2 separate regions of the Hordeum vulgare genome follow, and region 1 is linked to region 2. The links are chromatin contacts, called in public Hi-C maps. All regions are on one chromosome and are shown on one strand. The core of a region is the stretch at or near the end of the contact, and the rest is flanking DNA. Distances in the headings are between cores, read along the strand shown. Region 1 has its middle 100 kb from the start of LOC123411916. Region 2 overlaps LOC123399523 (7-hydroxymethyl chlorophyll a reductase, chloroplastic).

Region 1 (3,245 bases), core at 219-2,718, 420 kb before region 2:
CAATAGGACGGGAATATTGTGTGGACATGGTTTGAAAGTTCTTGATTTGATGAATGTAAAGATATTGCCAACACATTATGTCCTAAAGAGATGGACTAGAGAAGCGCGCAATGAAAGTATACAAGATAGGCAAGGGGGAAAAGTGGTAGAAAATCCAAAGCTGGAAGCTCAACTTTGGTACAAAGATATGTCTCATTAATTTCATGATATGGCATATAAAATATCCAACTCTCCCGAATGTCGTTTGTTGCACTTCGTTATCTTTGGCCACAACTAGAGGATAAACTCAATGCATCAACTAGAGGATAAGAAAATGTTGATCCAAATGTGCAGCAAGCCAATGACTTGCTTAGTTCTGCAAAACTGAAGAAAAATGAGGTTTCATCTAAAAATTTAAGGAGAAAGCTAACTTGGTTTGAAAAGTTACGCAAGGGGCGAAAGCAACCTAAATCAGCGGCAAGGACAAAAAAAGGAGCAAAGGTAAGGTGTGTATGTATGTAATATGAGTTGTTACTCATTCCTGTACTAATAAAATAATTTTTCATTTCTATTAGCAGCAACAACAACAAAAGACAAAAATTGGTGTGCAACCTCAAGTGCAAGTGGAGAACAATGACACTAGTCTCCAACCTCAAGTGCAAGTGCAGGTGGAAGAAAATAGTGAGAAGAATCAAGAATATGATGCAATTGACAGCTTTACGGAGCTCTTGACAACTTCACGAGTTGACAATGATATCTTTATGATGATATGATCTAGAATCTTCAAAGTTGTTAGGTAGTATTTTGGACAGTGCTAACAACAGTATTTTGGGGGTTAGGATAATCTCTTTTGGCCTAAATGTATAAGTGAAATGGCCTGTTTTTGTGTAGATGATTACTCAACATTGGTACTTATTGTTGTAGCATTCGGATATTATGCGCTGCAACCTTTTAATATTAAGTTTTACTGGATTTGATGTCTGCTCATGAGTATTTGTAGTTCTTTATTTTTTGGGTTTCAATCTGTTCAAATAAAACTGAATTCAAATGCCACTGTATCGTTGTTTGCAGCTATTGTTGTTTGTTGCTAGGCTGAAAACTGCGAAGTGTTGAGAGTTTTTCCCCTTGTGTTATGTGGACCGTAGGATGTGGATTGGATGGAGATTACAAGGGTAAAGTTGCAGCATGTGAAGTCACTAGATCTCAATCCGGTTGAAACAGGGACCAAACAGGTAGACAAGTTGACATTTGTTTTTCATGAATCCAAACCAAGCATTTTGCACACATGAGTGCAAACTTGCATTCCACTTCTTACTCAGCACATCTAAAGAAATAGCAAACTACAGCAGAAAATCAAATAAATAAGGCCGATTGTGTATATAATGATCCCAAACCAAGAAAGAAAGAAAAACAGGGGAAGGAAGGAAGGAAGGAAGGATCAGAGAGTGGTCTTGGAGGCCCTCCTCACCAGCACAGCCCAGCACATGATCCTGTACGCCAGGAAGAAGCCCATCATGACCCCCACATTGACCCACCTCATGCCCTCGTCCACCCCTCTCCCCCTCAGCACGTCGCCTCCGGTGCTCAAGCACACGCCGTTGCCGTTCATGGCGTCCCCTCCCATCCACGCCACGCACCTGTCCCTGGCGCTGCCCCCGTACTCGTTGATGAGCAGCAGGTCCAGCGGGTACCTGTACATGGACACGTAGTACATGAAGGCCCAGTACCTCGGGATGCTCTCCTTGGGTATGAAGTAGCCGGAGAAGAGGAAGAAGACGCCCAGGAAGATGCAGATGAGCGAGTTGCCGAGGATGAAGTCCGGGGACACTGCGCTCAGGAACAGGACCAGGGAGCTGGCCATGAGCACGATGAGCCACACCGCGAGGACGAAGAACCCGAAGGCGGCGACGGAGGCCCGGAGGCCCACCAGCCAGTAGACCGGCGCCGAGAAGAGGATCGCCACGGCGAGGAGGCACGGCGCGAACACGAGCGCGTTGGCGACCACGTACGACGACAGGCGGTAGGCGCGGCGGGAGGCCTCGCGCATCAGCACCCGGCGCTCGTGGAGGAGGATCGGGAGGGCCTCCACGGTGGAGGAGAGGAGGAAGCTCAGGCTGAAGGCGAAGAGGCCGAGCCGGAGCGCCAGGCCGTCCGGGTCGGCGCGCACGCGGAAGAAGACACTGCCGAGGCCGAGGCCGCCGACCACCGCCTGCGCCGCCCGCGCCGCGAAGAGCTGCTGCGTGCGGTACATGGTGCGCCAGCAACGCACGGTCAGCGCCGACACCTCCACGGCGCGGCTGCGGTACCCGTGCTCCGGGACGTGGACGCTGCCGTTGGCGAGGCCGGGGCTTTCCCTCTCCTCCTCGTACTGGCCGTTGTCCCTGAGCATAGCGAAGTTGGCGTGGTCCGCCTGGAGCTGCTCGGTGACCTCCATGGCGAGCTCCAGCGGGTTGAGCTGCGTGGGGATCTTGTGTCCCAGCCTCGCGAGCGCGTCCTCGAGCGACCTGAGCGAGCCGCAGTGCGCGACGGAGCCGCGGGAGAGCAGCAGCAGCGACGAGATGTAGCCGAGCATGCGGTAGCTGGGCTGGTGGATGCTGAGCACCACCACCTGCCGCCGCGCGCGCGCCACCTCGTGCAGCAGCGCCAGCACGTCCATGGCCGACCGGCTGTCCAGCCCCGACGTGGGCTCGTCCAGCAGCAGCACCGGCGGGTCGTGCACCATGTCCACCGCGATGGACACTCGCTTACGCTCGCCCCCGGATACCCCGCGGGACGACGACATGGCCTCGCCGCCGCCGCCGCCGACGTAGCTGTCGGCCACCTCGGACAGGCGCAGCTCCTGCATGAGCGCCTCCACCCGCTCGTGCCGCTCCCGCGCGGTGACCGAGGGGCCGAGCCTGAAGCGCGCGGCGAAGAGGATGGTCTCGCGGACGGTGAGCAGCGGGAGGAGGTTGTCGTCCTGCGTGACGAAGCCGCACGTCCGGCGCAGCTGTGCGCGCGAGGTGACGGCGTAGCCGTTGATGCACACGGTGGGCGGCTTGGCGATCTCGGAGCCGGTGCCGCGGCCGGACAGGATGCGGAGGAGCGTCGACTTGCCGGCGCCGCTGGGGCCCACGACGGCCAGGATGCTGGAGCTGGACGCGGTGAAGGAGACGGAGTTGAGGAGCCCCTCGGCGGCGGCGGGTGCCGGGGCCGCGGGGAAGCAGGGCAAGAAGCTCGGGAGGAAGGCGGCGTTGGCGCGGCGCGGCGCTGGGCAGGAGAGGTTG
Region 2 (3,364 bases), core at 768-3,267:
TATCCACCATGCCACCGGTAAGTAATAGAAAACGTTTCACAAAGCGAAAAATCTTGGACTGGGCCGGCCCATTTAAAAATCTCCTATATTACGCTCTGCACGCTGGGAGAATAGCCAGCACACCGTATGGGCCGGCCCATGCACAGGCGCCTGCTTTTAGTTCCGTTTATTTATTTATTTTTGGTTCCGTTTTATTTTTTTATTTTAAATAATTTAGAACTTCAAATAATCTTTAAAATTTTGATAAACTGAAAACTATAAATCAACATATTTAAAAAACTAAAATGTTTGTGACTTTAAAAACTGCTCGGAGTTTTGTAAAAAATGCTCGCATATACAATAGAATGTTTGCAATTTTAGAAAAATGTTTGTACAATAAGAAAAGTCCATGATCTCAAATACAATTCCATGTATTAAAAATTATTAAAGGCATTTAACAAAATGCTTTCTAATTCAAAATATGTTAATGCATTTAAAAAATGTCATAAAATTTTAAAAATAGCTAATGCTTGTTTTGATAGTTTCTTTTTTTTATTTAAAATTTTCCTTTCCATTTTTTTATTTATAATTTAAATAATTTAGAATTTCAAAAACTTTTGCATATTAAAAAATAGGAATTTTGAATTAAAATGCTGACGAATTTTTATTTCGAATTAAAAATAGGATTCAAAAAAACCGCTGGATTTTTATATTTTTTTTGCAAATTCCAAAACAATGTCCATGAATTTAATAAATATATTACTGATTTATTAAAATATTTTTTTATTCAGAAAAACTTCATGCATTTCAAAAAATGTTTGTGAATTTAAAATAAAATCCTTCAACATAAAAAATTATGTTCGTCATTTCTTGAATTGGTCGCCAATTCAAAAGAAAATATTTAAACCCGTTCGAAATATAAAAATATTCACGATTTTTAGTAAATGTTTGTAAATTGTAAAAAATGTTCTCGATTTTAAAATTGTTTTCATATTTTGAAAATTGTTCACGAAAGATCTAATGTATGTAGTTAAACATTAATGCTTCTAAGTCTTTGTGACAATATACCTGTGTGAATTTTAAATAATTAACTGTTGGATGGATCGGATTATTATTGTATATTTTCTAAAAAAAATCTTGAAATTCAGAATATATCTTTGAGTTACCAAGATTTTTGACAATCATGATATATATTTTTTGAAAATGTAAAGATTGCTTTAACGTGTGAATAAATTTAAAAGAAGAAACATTTTTTTTGCATTTGTGTACAAAATTTCTAAATCAAGTGATGATATGTGAACGTAATGTGGTCACCATCATTAAAGATTATATTTTTTTTTCTTCCGTGACAACGTACAGGTCATTTTGCTAGTATTAATAAAAATGATAAAAACGAACGAAGAAACAATATGCCCAGACTGGCAAATTAAAGGTCACGTGTACCCGTTCCAAGACAAAGACACGAGGGCATGTCGCAGCACATATGGGTATGGCTAGGGTCCACGTGTACCTTGTTGGCCTACTGAGTGCTGACACCGTAGCTAGCCTTTGGCTGCAAACAAGAATTAAATTGGCTTCCCGGCAAAAGAAATTGAAATTGGCTGCACTTGCATGAGAGGGGAAAGACCGAACGTGTAGCGTGGTGCAGTACTAGCTTAGCTGTAGTACTACGTGAATGAAAAGATGCAGGATGACCAAAGTGTCATTATACGTACTGGACCCCCTTGACTTGTCGAATGGCATGAGCGCCTTCATCTCAAAGTTAGATTTTGAATTCCCCGTCCATGTAAACACGGGTAGTCATGCAGATGAAGATGAATCCTCTATCCGCTTCGACCGTCGAAACAAATAATTACCGAACGCACAGGAGAATATGCAGTTCAGACAGCAGAATATGTGGATTGCTGAGTGAGACAAGATTATTTGGTGATGGAGTGGGACTAGCCAGTAGCCATGCATGGGACGGGATGATGGACGGGAGGCCAGGTCTCTGCAGGATTTCCAACGGCGTCATCACTGCAGTCTGGAAGAGACAAGCATTGTGGATTCTTTAATGAGTGCCCTGCAGGATATTCAGCGCAGACAGCGAGTGGCACTCGTCGGGCTCAGGTTAGAGCATCTTCGACAGTTCGTATGTTCAATCGTTGATATAAATGTCCACATCAACAACCAACAACACATCATACAAGCTTTTTAATGGAGTCTATGTCAATCGTATGTAAAATAACTAAACGAGTCCACTAAACATGGTGGAAATAACCATGCTTGCCTCATAGCTTGTGCGTGAACCGTTGCTTCAAGTTCATACGATTACATTCTCTCTCTTTTTTTATTATGCGTCATGTCATTTAAATCATTTATGTGGTAATTTTACCAACGATGATCATACAACCATTAAAGATGTCCTAATTTGAAGCTTCCCCGACGGGCTCAAGGATCAGCTCTTCAATGACGCAATAGAACTGTGCACCATTAGTTTCTTCACTTGGGTTGTCTGCCCGACAGTTTCAAGGAAAATGGGCCCGTTGAAGAGCCTTGTCGATGGTCAGAGATGCGAACAAGCAAAGAATTTCGATCCTACTCATTTGCTGCGAGATGAACCACATCTCAGGCTGCTGAATACTGGGCTCTGAAAGAGGCAACGTCTGAATATCTTTGTTAATATCATGAGATGCTATAGAGGGCATGCTTGAATGATGCGGAGTTTTACGAGTGTTCTTATGTGAAAACAAAGGCAGGTTTGATGTTGTAAAAAGAGAACGCAATTTGATGCTCTCAAAAGAAAAGAAAAAAAAGAACAAGGCAGGTTTGGAGAGCTTTCATGAGCTTTTATTTATGGAAAACTAGTGGTCAACCGGCGGATCTTTTCTTCTACATCCGCCACGTTCTACACTTGACACGTGTTTTGATGGACCAGCGCATCGCTTCTCTCCTTCATCCCAATCTTCATCGAAATGGTCACATATATTTTTATCTTCTCTCCATGCATTGAATCCAACCTTCATCCACAACCTTTTTCTTTTGATCTCATCTCAACATGCATAGCGCTTTGTACCTCAGTTCTTGCAACTGCACCTGTTTCGGAAAGGCGTACCGAAACAGCCACACGTTGTCACGTTGATCCTCCCATCCCTACCTCCAGTAGCGGTCTCAAGCTGAAATGACGCTCCAGACAAACAACATATATACAATATCAAACAATAAAATATATTGTAGCTATACCTAATCAACAAAGGATCAGCTGGCCACGCCCCAGGCCAAGGCCTTGACTGCCTGGGCCTGGGTCCGCCACTGCCTACCTCTCTATCACTTCATTCCCTACCCATTTCCATGAATCTTATCCCCACCTCTTCTCGAACAAAGCACGTTGCTACAACCCCACCAC

Evidence for each region. Hi-C and Micro-C count contacts between places; a contact is called where the count stands out from the background.
Region 1: a contact with region 2 is called in a Hi-C map of seedling, with 6 times the contacts expected there. The contact joins two enhancer-like sites. A contact is called at or near these places in 5 of 6 Hi-C or Micro-C datasets (leaf, seedling and an unstated tissue) and 1 of 1 datasets of contacts at active chromatin or transcription factors (embryo).

What each region holds. Positions count from the first base shown.
Region 1 is chr1H:393,086,119-393,089,363 of MorexV3_pseudomolecules_assembly, reverse strand. It overlaps the pseudogene LOC123399535. Among protein-coding and RNA genes, the nearest start is that of LOC123411916, 100 kb to the left of the region's middle. Within about 2 kb of position 1,468, at least 1 of the 3 cell types and tissues checked has open chromatin away from gene starts, as enhancers often do. A contact at or near this core is called in seedling, where this site is marked.
Region 2 is chr1H:392,663,869-392,667,232 of MorexV3_pseudomolecules_assembly, reverse strand. All of the region lies in intron 1 of LOC123399523 (7-hydroxymethyl chlorophyll a reductase, chloroplastic), which reads left to right. Among protein-coding and RNA genes, the nearest start is that of LOC123399523, 9.2 kb to the left of the region's middle. Within about 2 kb of position 2,017, at least 3 of the 3 cell types and tissues checked have open chromatin away from gene starts, as enhancers often do. A contact at or near this core is called in seedling, where this site is marked.